Regions from separate parts of the Capra hircus genome. Here region 1 is linked to region 2. A link is a contact called in public Hi-C data. All regions are on one chromosome and are shown on one strand. Each heading gives the region's core, a stretch centred on a gene start, on an enhancer-like site or on the middle of the called end of the contact. The rest is flanking DNA. Distances are from core to core; before and after follow the strand shown.

Region 1 (4,247 bases), core at 181-2,680, 140 kb before region 2:
TGAGAAGTCTATTACAGTAGACTCAATGAGAGATACCAGCATCTTCTCCTGATTGGGGGGTGGAAGTGGTGAGAAATGGTCAGCTTCTGGATGCATTTTAAGAACAGAACCAGAAATTGGCTGTGAGGTGCAGAGAAAAGGAGCCAAGAATGACCCAAGATTTTGTTCTGAGCAGCTACAAGGAATGAGTCAACTGAGCTGGAAGAGACAAATTTACCTTATTAAAAAAGAGAGACATCACTTGCCAGGAAAGGTTCCATATAGTCAAAGTTATGGTTTTTCCGGTAGTATGTATGGATATGAGAGTTGGAACCATAAAAAAGGCTGAGTGCTGAAGAACCAATGCTTTCGACCATGGTGTTGGAGAAGACTCTTGAGAGTCCCTTGGACAGTAAGGAGATCAAACCTGTCAATCCTAAAGGAAATCAACCATGAATATTCATTGGAAAGACTGAAGTTGAAACTGAAGCTCCAATACTTTGGCCACCTGATGTGAAGAGCTGCCTCATAGGAAAAGACTGACGCTGGGAAAGATTGAGGGCAAGAGGAGAAGGAGGCAGCAGAGGATGAGATGGTTGGATGGCATCACCGACTCAATGGACGTGAGTTTGAGCAAGCTCCAAGAGACTGTGAAGGACAGGGAAGCCTGGCATGCTGCAGTCCATGGGGTTGCAAAGAGTTAAAAATGATTTAGTGACTAAACAGTCCTGAATATTCATTGGAAGGGCTGATGCTGAAGCTGAAACTCTAATACTTTGGCCATCTGATGCGAAGAACTGACTCATTTGAAAAGACCCTGATGCTGGGAAAGATTGAAGGCGGGAGAAAAAGGGGACGACAGAGAATGAGATGGTTGGATGGCATCACACAACGGACATGACTTTGAGTAAACTCCGGGAGTTAGTGATGGACAGGGAGGCCTGGTGTGCTGCAGTCCATGGGGTCGCAAGGAGTTGGACACGACTGAGCGACTGAACTGAACTGACTGAGCGACTGAACAAGAGCACCTGGAATGACCATGAGTGAAGGAAAAATGAATAAACAAATCACTGAATACTGTCTTTCTCCCAGGAGTGAAATAAAAGTCCTGTCTCGCAGGCAGCACCTTTGGTGCCTAGGGGCAGCCGTGGAAAACTTCCCCTGAGAAAGGACCTACTGTCTAGCACATGGAACTCAGCTCAATGTTATATGACAGCCTGGAGGGGAGCAGGGTTTGGTGGGGGGGCGGGGCGGAATGGATACATGTGTTTCTATGGCTGAGTCCCTTCTCTGTTCACCTGAAACTATCACAACATTGTTTGTTAATCGGCTATCCCCCAATAAAGGATAAATTTTTTAAAAGGAAAAATGGTATTGTCTCCTTTAAGAAGGCCCTGTCTGGCCCCGCCCCACAGGAAGCCCCGCCCGATAGCGTCACGTGTCCCGCGCTTACGCACTAGGGAAGAGCCAGAGGGCTATTTGAAAGCCCGGCGCGCACCCTGAGACCCGCAGTTCCGTCAGTCAGCGGGGATGTCGGTGTTACGGCCGCTGGACAGGCTGCCTGGCCTGAACACGGCCACCATCTTGGTAGGCATCAGCAGCCCCGATTCCCGCGCCCGCCTTTCCTCCTGGGCCGCGCTTCAGCGGCCAGGCCCTCTGCGGCGTTCTGAGATTCTGGCCCGGGCTGCTCCGGCGGGAGTGTGGTGGGCGGGAGAGCCCCTTCTGAACCAATCAGAGTTAGCTGCCCTCTTGACGGCGGGAGCCCGCGCGCAGGGTGGATGCAGGTGGTCCAAGACGCGGTTGTGGTTTTCCCCCTGTATCCGTGTCAGGCCTCCGGTAGAAACGAGGCTGTCTCAGGGAGGGTTCAGGGGCGAGGGGGGCGGGTAGTGAGGGGAACTGGAGCGGGTGCACACCTCAGACCCTCACCAATGCCTGCCGTAGTAAAGAGTAAAGAGGCACTCGGTAAAGAGTGCCTCGCGCGCTCCGGGGGTCGCGGCTGTCCGGGCCCAGCGGCGGGGCTGCTGTATCCAGGGATCCACTGGCCGCCTTCTCTCTCTGGGCAGCTGGTGGGCACGGAGGATGCTCTTCTGCAGCAACTGGCCGATTCGATGCTCAAGGAGGACTGCACCTCAGAGCTGAAGGTGTAAGTAGCCTGCGCTGGAGATGTCCGATCGCTGGCCTGGGCGCAGGGGAGAGCGGGGAGCGGGGTGGAGTGGATATGGGTGGAGCGGAAGGCCAGAGAGGCTGGCGCAGGCGGGGCGAGCTTGGACCCACGGCTCGGAGCCTCCGTCCTGACGCGCGATCTGTCCGTGTGAAGCGTCCTCCGTCACTTCTCTGTCACGCCAGCTTTTCTGTTTCGCTCTAACACTTGTTACTATAAAGAAATTTCCATATTATGCCACGTTGGCCAAAACCGATGTCCATCACTACAGTGGCAATAATATTGAATTGGGCACAGCATGTGGAAAATACTAGAGTACGCACACTGGCTATCATTGATCCAGGTGATTCTGATATTATTAGAAGCATGCCAGAACAGACTGGTGAAAAGTAAACCATGTACAATTTTTCTTTAATAAAACTGGCCAGAGCTTGTTGTTGTTGTTTTTAAATAAAAAAGAAATTTCCTTGTTCGCATGTTTGTTTACTTGTTTCCAGTCTGCCACCCCAAGGCACCCCAAGGTTAGCCCGTTGAGGGCAGGGACTTTCACTTTTGCTGGCTGGTGAGGAAGCCCCACTGCCTTGAGCAGTACTTGGCCCAGAACAGTTAGTTACTCAGATATTCCCCAAATTTGGAGAAAAGGTGACTAAAGTATATTTTGCTTTCCTTTTTCTAACTGATAGGGAGTAGAAACAGCTGCTGGCAGGAGTCAAGTGACTGAATATGTGTGGGTGTCATTCTCCCCGACTGAAAGACAAGCTCCAAGGGTCTATGTTAAATGATCCAAATCTAAAGGGTATTTCCTTTATGGGAATTGGAAATGCCCTTTCCTAGCAAGAACATCATCTTTCCCTCAAAATAAAGATTGTTTATAGGTCCATCTGTGCCCTACCTGTCTTACCAGGCTCTTAGGCTATAGAACACCAAACACAATCACCGATAAACTCAACCCTGTAGCTCAGAAATAGGAAAAGATTAAAAAAATAATTAGCATCAGAGTTAAAGGAAAATGTGGACAAAATTGCCTTCCTTGAGCAATATGGCAATCATTACCAAAAAAGGAAATACTATTATCCTATTTTTAGATTCCATCTACTGTATTCTAGTGTCTGAATGCGTATACATTTGTACATGGAAAGATAGTTAGAAAAATGTTCTAACATTAATAGTAGTAATTTTTAGGTAACTGAACTTTTAGGAGTGTGTGTGTGTGTGTGTGTTAACTTTTGTTATATTTTGTATACTTTTTGGTATTCTTGAATTAGAAGCTGAGGGGTAGGGGCAGATGAGTAATAGGAATAAATGGAAATAGGCAGAAGTAGAGGATTCCAAAAAACAAAAAGTTTCAGGTGGATATTTGACAATCTGAGACCAAGTACTTACAAGAATGTTGAAGGTGACTTCCCAATGTCGCACAGCTGATAGTTGACAGACTGGGATTTAAACCCACTTCTATCTCACTCCATAAGGCTTCAGTCTTAACCCCTAAACTTCATGGTCTAACACCTTCCCCTCCCCTTCTGAGCCTGGCCTCCCTCCCAGCATTCAGGATAGATGGCTAGATGCCATCTTCTATCCCAAACCCCCTCTTGGCAAAGCAGTTACTAAACTTTCTGGCAGGGAGAGTAAAGCAGGGGAAATCTGAATAAGATCAGCTCTACCCTGCCTCTGTGCTCACTTGAGGAGTCTTGCCCACAAAAGCTTCTTGTGGGGGCTTCCCTGGTGGTACAGTGGCTAAGGCTCCGTGCTCCCAATGCAGGGGGATCGGGTTTGATCCCTGGTCGGGGATTAGATCCCACAAGCCACAACTAAGAAAAAAAAATCCCTGCAGGTTGCAAAGATCCCACTCAGAGCAACAAAGGTCGAAGAGTCTGTGTGCCACAAATAAGACTTGGCACAGCCAGGTAAATAAATATTTTAAACACACACAGAAGCTTCAGGTGAATAGGGGAGGAGCTTTTGACAGTCTCTTCCCCTACCAAGGGTAGCGTGTGAACGGCCATTGTGATGTGGGTACATGAGTCTTGAGTCCTGCAATCTCTTATTTTTCAGCCACTTAGCAAGGTCCCTCCCTCTGCCCTGCAGCGTGAATCGGCCCCGGATTGAC
Region 2 (4,283 bases), core at 944-3,443:
CAACCGTCAGGACCTGGCTCCTGTCCCCCGCCCTCCCCTCCCTGTGGTCTTTCCACCATCTCCCACAACCCTTCACTGTTCCCAGAACCTCTGCTCCTCTGCTCACACTGTACACTCTGCCTGGGGTGCCCTCCCACCCTTCTCTATGAGTTTCCACTCTTTCAAGACCCGGTTTTTTAGTAGGTAGCTCAAAATGCCAGGATTTGGTCTCCGCCCAGGGTCTCACACAGAAAGTGCTAGGTACATGTGAAATCCTCAGGGTCCTCAGGGTCCTGAAATATATGCCTTGCCTTCTCAATCTGTATGGGAAAACTGAGGCTCAGAAGAGAACTGACTTGATCAAGATCTGGTTAGAGCACATTACTTTTTCTCCCCGATTTCTACTGGTTGAGGGGGTGGGGTCCTGCTTTACCCTGGAATCCCCCAAGCAACTGTGGGTATAGAGAGACCTCATTTATAGATCCCTCTAAAATACCTCCAACCTCAAAGGATACATATCTCCAGGCTCGGGTCCAGGGAGGACCTCAGGGTGTCTGTGACTCCTGTTCCAGACAATAGCAGGACAGACAGGGAGGTGAGGAACTGAAGAAGGTCCATATCCAAGACTCTGGAGCTAAGAGAGCAACCCAGTGAAAGAAGGTGAGATCCAGAGCTTAGTGTTATATAAAACAGAAAGTGAACTGAAAAGCAACTTCCCCTGACATGACACAGCCTCCAAATACCGGGAAGCCAGCTTTCGGAATCCCTGAAGCCCCAGTCCCTAGCCCAGGGCCAGGGACAAAGAGACACACGGTGAAGACATGGGATAATGGGAGGAAGAAAGATAAATGTCAGCACAGCAAGGATGCTCAGAGAACAGGTCTGGAACCCTGCGCTGGAGCCCTGGCTGTGCCTGACTTCAGGACCTAAAGAAGGCAAACTGTTCAGCCTCTCTGAGCTTCATCTTCCTCACTGCAAAATGAGGTTATAAAGAGGTCATCTCCCTGTTGCAGAGACAGAGACCTGGGTGAGGCACTGTGCCTGAGGAAGGAGGGTCAACATCATTCCCCCTCAGTTCTCCCTCCCTGGCCTTCCAGGAGGCCCAGGCAGTCAAAACGTGAAACTTGTAGGCTTTCCTGCTTTTCCTGACTTACGTCATCAGAAAGGAAGAAGGGGTGCGGGGTGGGAAGAGAGGCAAGGCAGTTCTGGGGTAAGACGGCTGTTACTCTCCTAGGAACCACAGGTACCACAAGCAAAACCTCTTCCTATCTAGGCAACATTCCCCAACTATTTACTGAGTGACTTTCATGTTCCGGAGCCAGGAATACAGCAGGAACAACATTCCCTGCACAATGGCACTTCTATCTCTAGTAGGGTTAAGAGACAACCAACAAAGTTGTAAAACAAGCACAGAAGGATAAGAGGGAGTCAGCAAAGTGTGATATTAAAAATAGCAGTCAGAGGAAGCATCTACAACGTGGAGATAAATGCACAGAAAAATGAGGTGACTGCCCAAATCACTTATATATCACTCACAGATTTTCCAGTTAAACTAAGAGTCTTAATGAACAGGCTATCTCAGAGCTGGCCACTGTTCTACCGGGACACCTGACCCAGGGGAGAGATGCTCAGTTATTGACAGTGACCTCTCACAGAGGTCAACCGGAGAACCAACTCTATCCCGTGCAGATCAGACAACTGAAGCCCAGGGAATGTGAGGAAATAGTTCAAGCTCACCCAGAGCCCTACGTTCCACCGTCATACTCCAGACTTAAGGGAACCAAACCCTGGTTAAGGCGAAACTTGGGAGTCAGAGAATATCAGATGGCCGGTAATGACTGAAGCGGGGAAGAAGTGGGAAATGAGAGAGGTGACCTGGTGGTGGATTCTGAGCGGGCCACTCGGGCTTGCAGACCAAGGATGCCACCCGCGCCTTTAGGGCTCCTAGAGGAGAGTCTTTCCAATGAGGTCCGCGAATCTCACACCCCACCCCCTGCAGCCAGTTTTGGGCCCTCGGTCCCTCCCCCCGCCCTCCAAAGGGGTCTGCTTGCCCCCGGCCCTCGCCCTACCTACCGGGCCAGGCAGGCCAGGGGCCAGAAGTCAGGCAGCAACCGACTCGAGGGTCTACTAGCGACCAGCGGAGCCGTGGATTCTCATAGTATGCCCGCTAGTAGCAGCACAGGGACCGCCGATTACTGGCCCCGCCCACCGTGCCTCTCCTGACCAACGAGCGCAGGCCGCGACGGCCGCTCCTTGACCTCACTTCCGGCCCCGCCCAGTAGGCGGAGGCATCTGCCCCGCCTGAGGTCCTTGGGATTCCGGTCCCGCCCACCTTGCCGGTCAGCCGGCGCACGTGTCGCGTGTTAAGATCGGTTTGGAGAAAACAGCCTGACTGACGCCGTGATCCCTTCCGGACGGTCTTTCTAGCGCCCTCCCTGAAACTGTTATGTCAGCTGAGTGTTTTTCAAACTGCATTTGTCAAAATCAGTTTAGTGGGTCGTGACTAACCCCTTTTTCTATGTAATGTGCAATGCAGTGGTGGGACATCCCCTGCTCGCCGCTTCAATCCACGAAAATTCTAAACCAAGCTCGTTGGTTCTTCCCTGGTCTATGATTTTGTACAGCATCAGTACAGACCCGAGGAGAGCTCCGAAACCGTGTACAACCCGGTATCCATGTCTTTTGAAGTAAAACGCTGACTCTAGCGTTAACGATTGGGAAAGGTGAAGATGTACAAACAAACAGCTGTTGGACTGCTAAGTCACTTCAGTCGTGTCCGATTCTGTGCGACCCCATAGACAGCAGCCTACCAAGCTCCCCCGTCCCTGGGATTCTCCAGGCAAGAACACGAGTGGGTTGCCATTTCCTTCTCCGATGCATGAAAGTGAAAAGTGAAAGTGAAGTCGCTCAGTCGTGACCGACTCTTAGCGACCCCATGGACTGCAGCCTACCAGGCTCCTCTGTCTATGGGATTTTCCAGGCAAGAAGCCTGGAGTGGGGTGCCATTGCCTTCTGGAACTGGTAACAGTTTAGACTATAATTCTGCCACACAGCAGAATCACCGAACTCTCAGTTCCCTGGAAGATATAAAGGTCTGACACACATTTCTAAATTGTTTTTATAGGAAGCAGACCACCATCCCCACCCCACCAAATGAAAACTGCTGCCCACAAGAACCACAGGCCATTGACTAGCTGAAACCAGAAAACTGATGATACTTGAAACTTCATCTTGATGCCAACCGATCTGAGAACTGTCCATGGATCATGCCCCGCCCCTTGAAGCCTGTAAAATTCCTCACTACCCCCCTCCAGGGTGAATCACACAGTTTTGAGGGCATTAGCCCAGTGTGGCCCTTTTTGCCTGGCAAAACAATAAAAGCTACTCTTTTCTACTTCACCCAAAACACTGTCTCCGAGTTTCTATTACTATTTGGCACCAATGAACAGTGGCTGAGTTTCCATGAGAGCCCTGGCGGACAGTCAGTAAGGGAGCTGACACTCTGGGTGAGCTGAGCGCAGAACAAGAGTGGGAAGTTGTGGAGAGCAGACATTGGAAGAACTGCACACATAGGTGCACAAATACACGCTCCAAGGAGAGCCAGGAGTGAAAGGCACACACGGGACCTGCTTCAGCCAGGAAGGAGATGAGCTGGAACAGCTTTCTTTAGTTAGGAAGGCTTAGAAAGTTCTGACCTGCTCACTTCCCTTGCCTGGAAATTGTACCTCTCTCCACTTTGACTTGAGGTAAAGCAGCAGATAAACTGATCCCAGAGCACCTGCATCACAGCAGCACCAAACATGTGGCCTCTCTCTGCCTCTCCTGCCCCAGAGATAGCCTGACTGATGTCTTCAACTGAGACGACCAGCCGGTTTAACAAGGGCAAGTCCGCCCCCTCTCTCCGAGGAGGCCACCCATCCTGGCTGAGGAACCAGCTGGAGGGAGCCCAGGTAAGTGTAAAGTGACATATTTTTGGAGAGCCCACACAGGCATCTGAGTGTTTCACTTTATTTCCTGATTCTGTTCCAGTGACGGAGTATATGGCCCCAGATGAACGGCTGCAGTTGTCATACATTTCCCCCAAACCACTGTGCCCTGACTTTGTCTTCTCCGGGTCTCAGTTCTCTCTGCTTCTAGGCATCCGGCCGGAGGGTCAGTCTCTGATGTGGGACAGGGATACAGACACCCCTCCCAGGCAGCTGGCAACAACCATGAGAGGAGAACAGCAAAGAGGTGGGGCCAACCACGGGAGAACCATGCTTCTCATGCCCAAAAGGGCAAAAATAGACAAGAGCAGAGGTGCT

Evidence for each region. A called contact is a pair of places that touch in the nucleus more often than the background predicts.
Region 1: a Hi-C map of blood shows a contact between it and region 2, with 3 times the contacts expected there. The contact joins the promoter of CENPM here to the promoter of CCDC134 in region 2. A contact is called at or near these places in 3 of 5 Hi-C or Micro-C datasets (all in blood).

The regions. Positions count from the first base shown.
Region 1 is chr5:111,888,347-111,892,593 of ARS1.2, reverse strand. CENPM (centromere protein M) reads left to right here and starts at 1,430. Exons shown (of 6, transcript XM_005681122.3): 1 at 1,430-1,566; 2 at 2,043-2,122; 3 at 4,193-4,247. The coding sequence starts at 1,510.
Region 2 is chr5:111,748,626-111,752,908 of ARS1.2, reverse strand. It overlaps CCDC134 (coiled-coil domain-containing protein 134), which reads right to left and starts at 2,193. Exons shown (of 9, transcript XR_001918132.1): 1 at 2,053-2,193; 2 at 495-613. It overlaps MEI1 (meiosis inhibitor protein 1), which reads right to left. Exons shown (of 31, transcript XM_005681120.2): 31 at 3,972-4,178. The coding sequence ends at 4,133.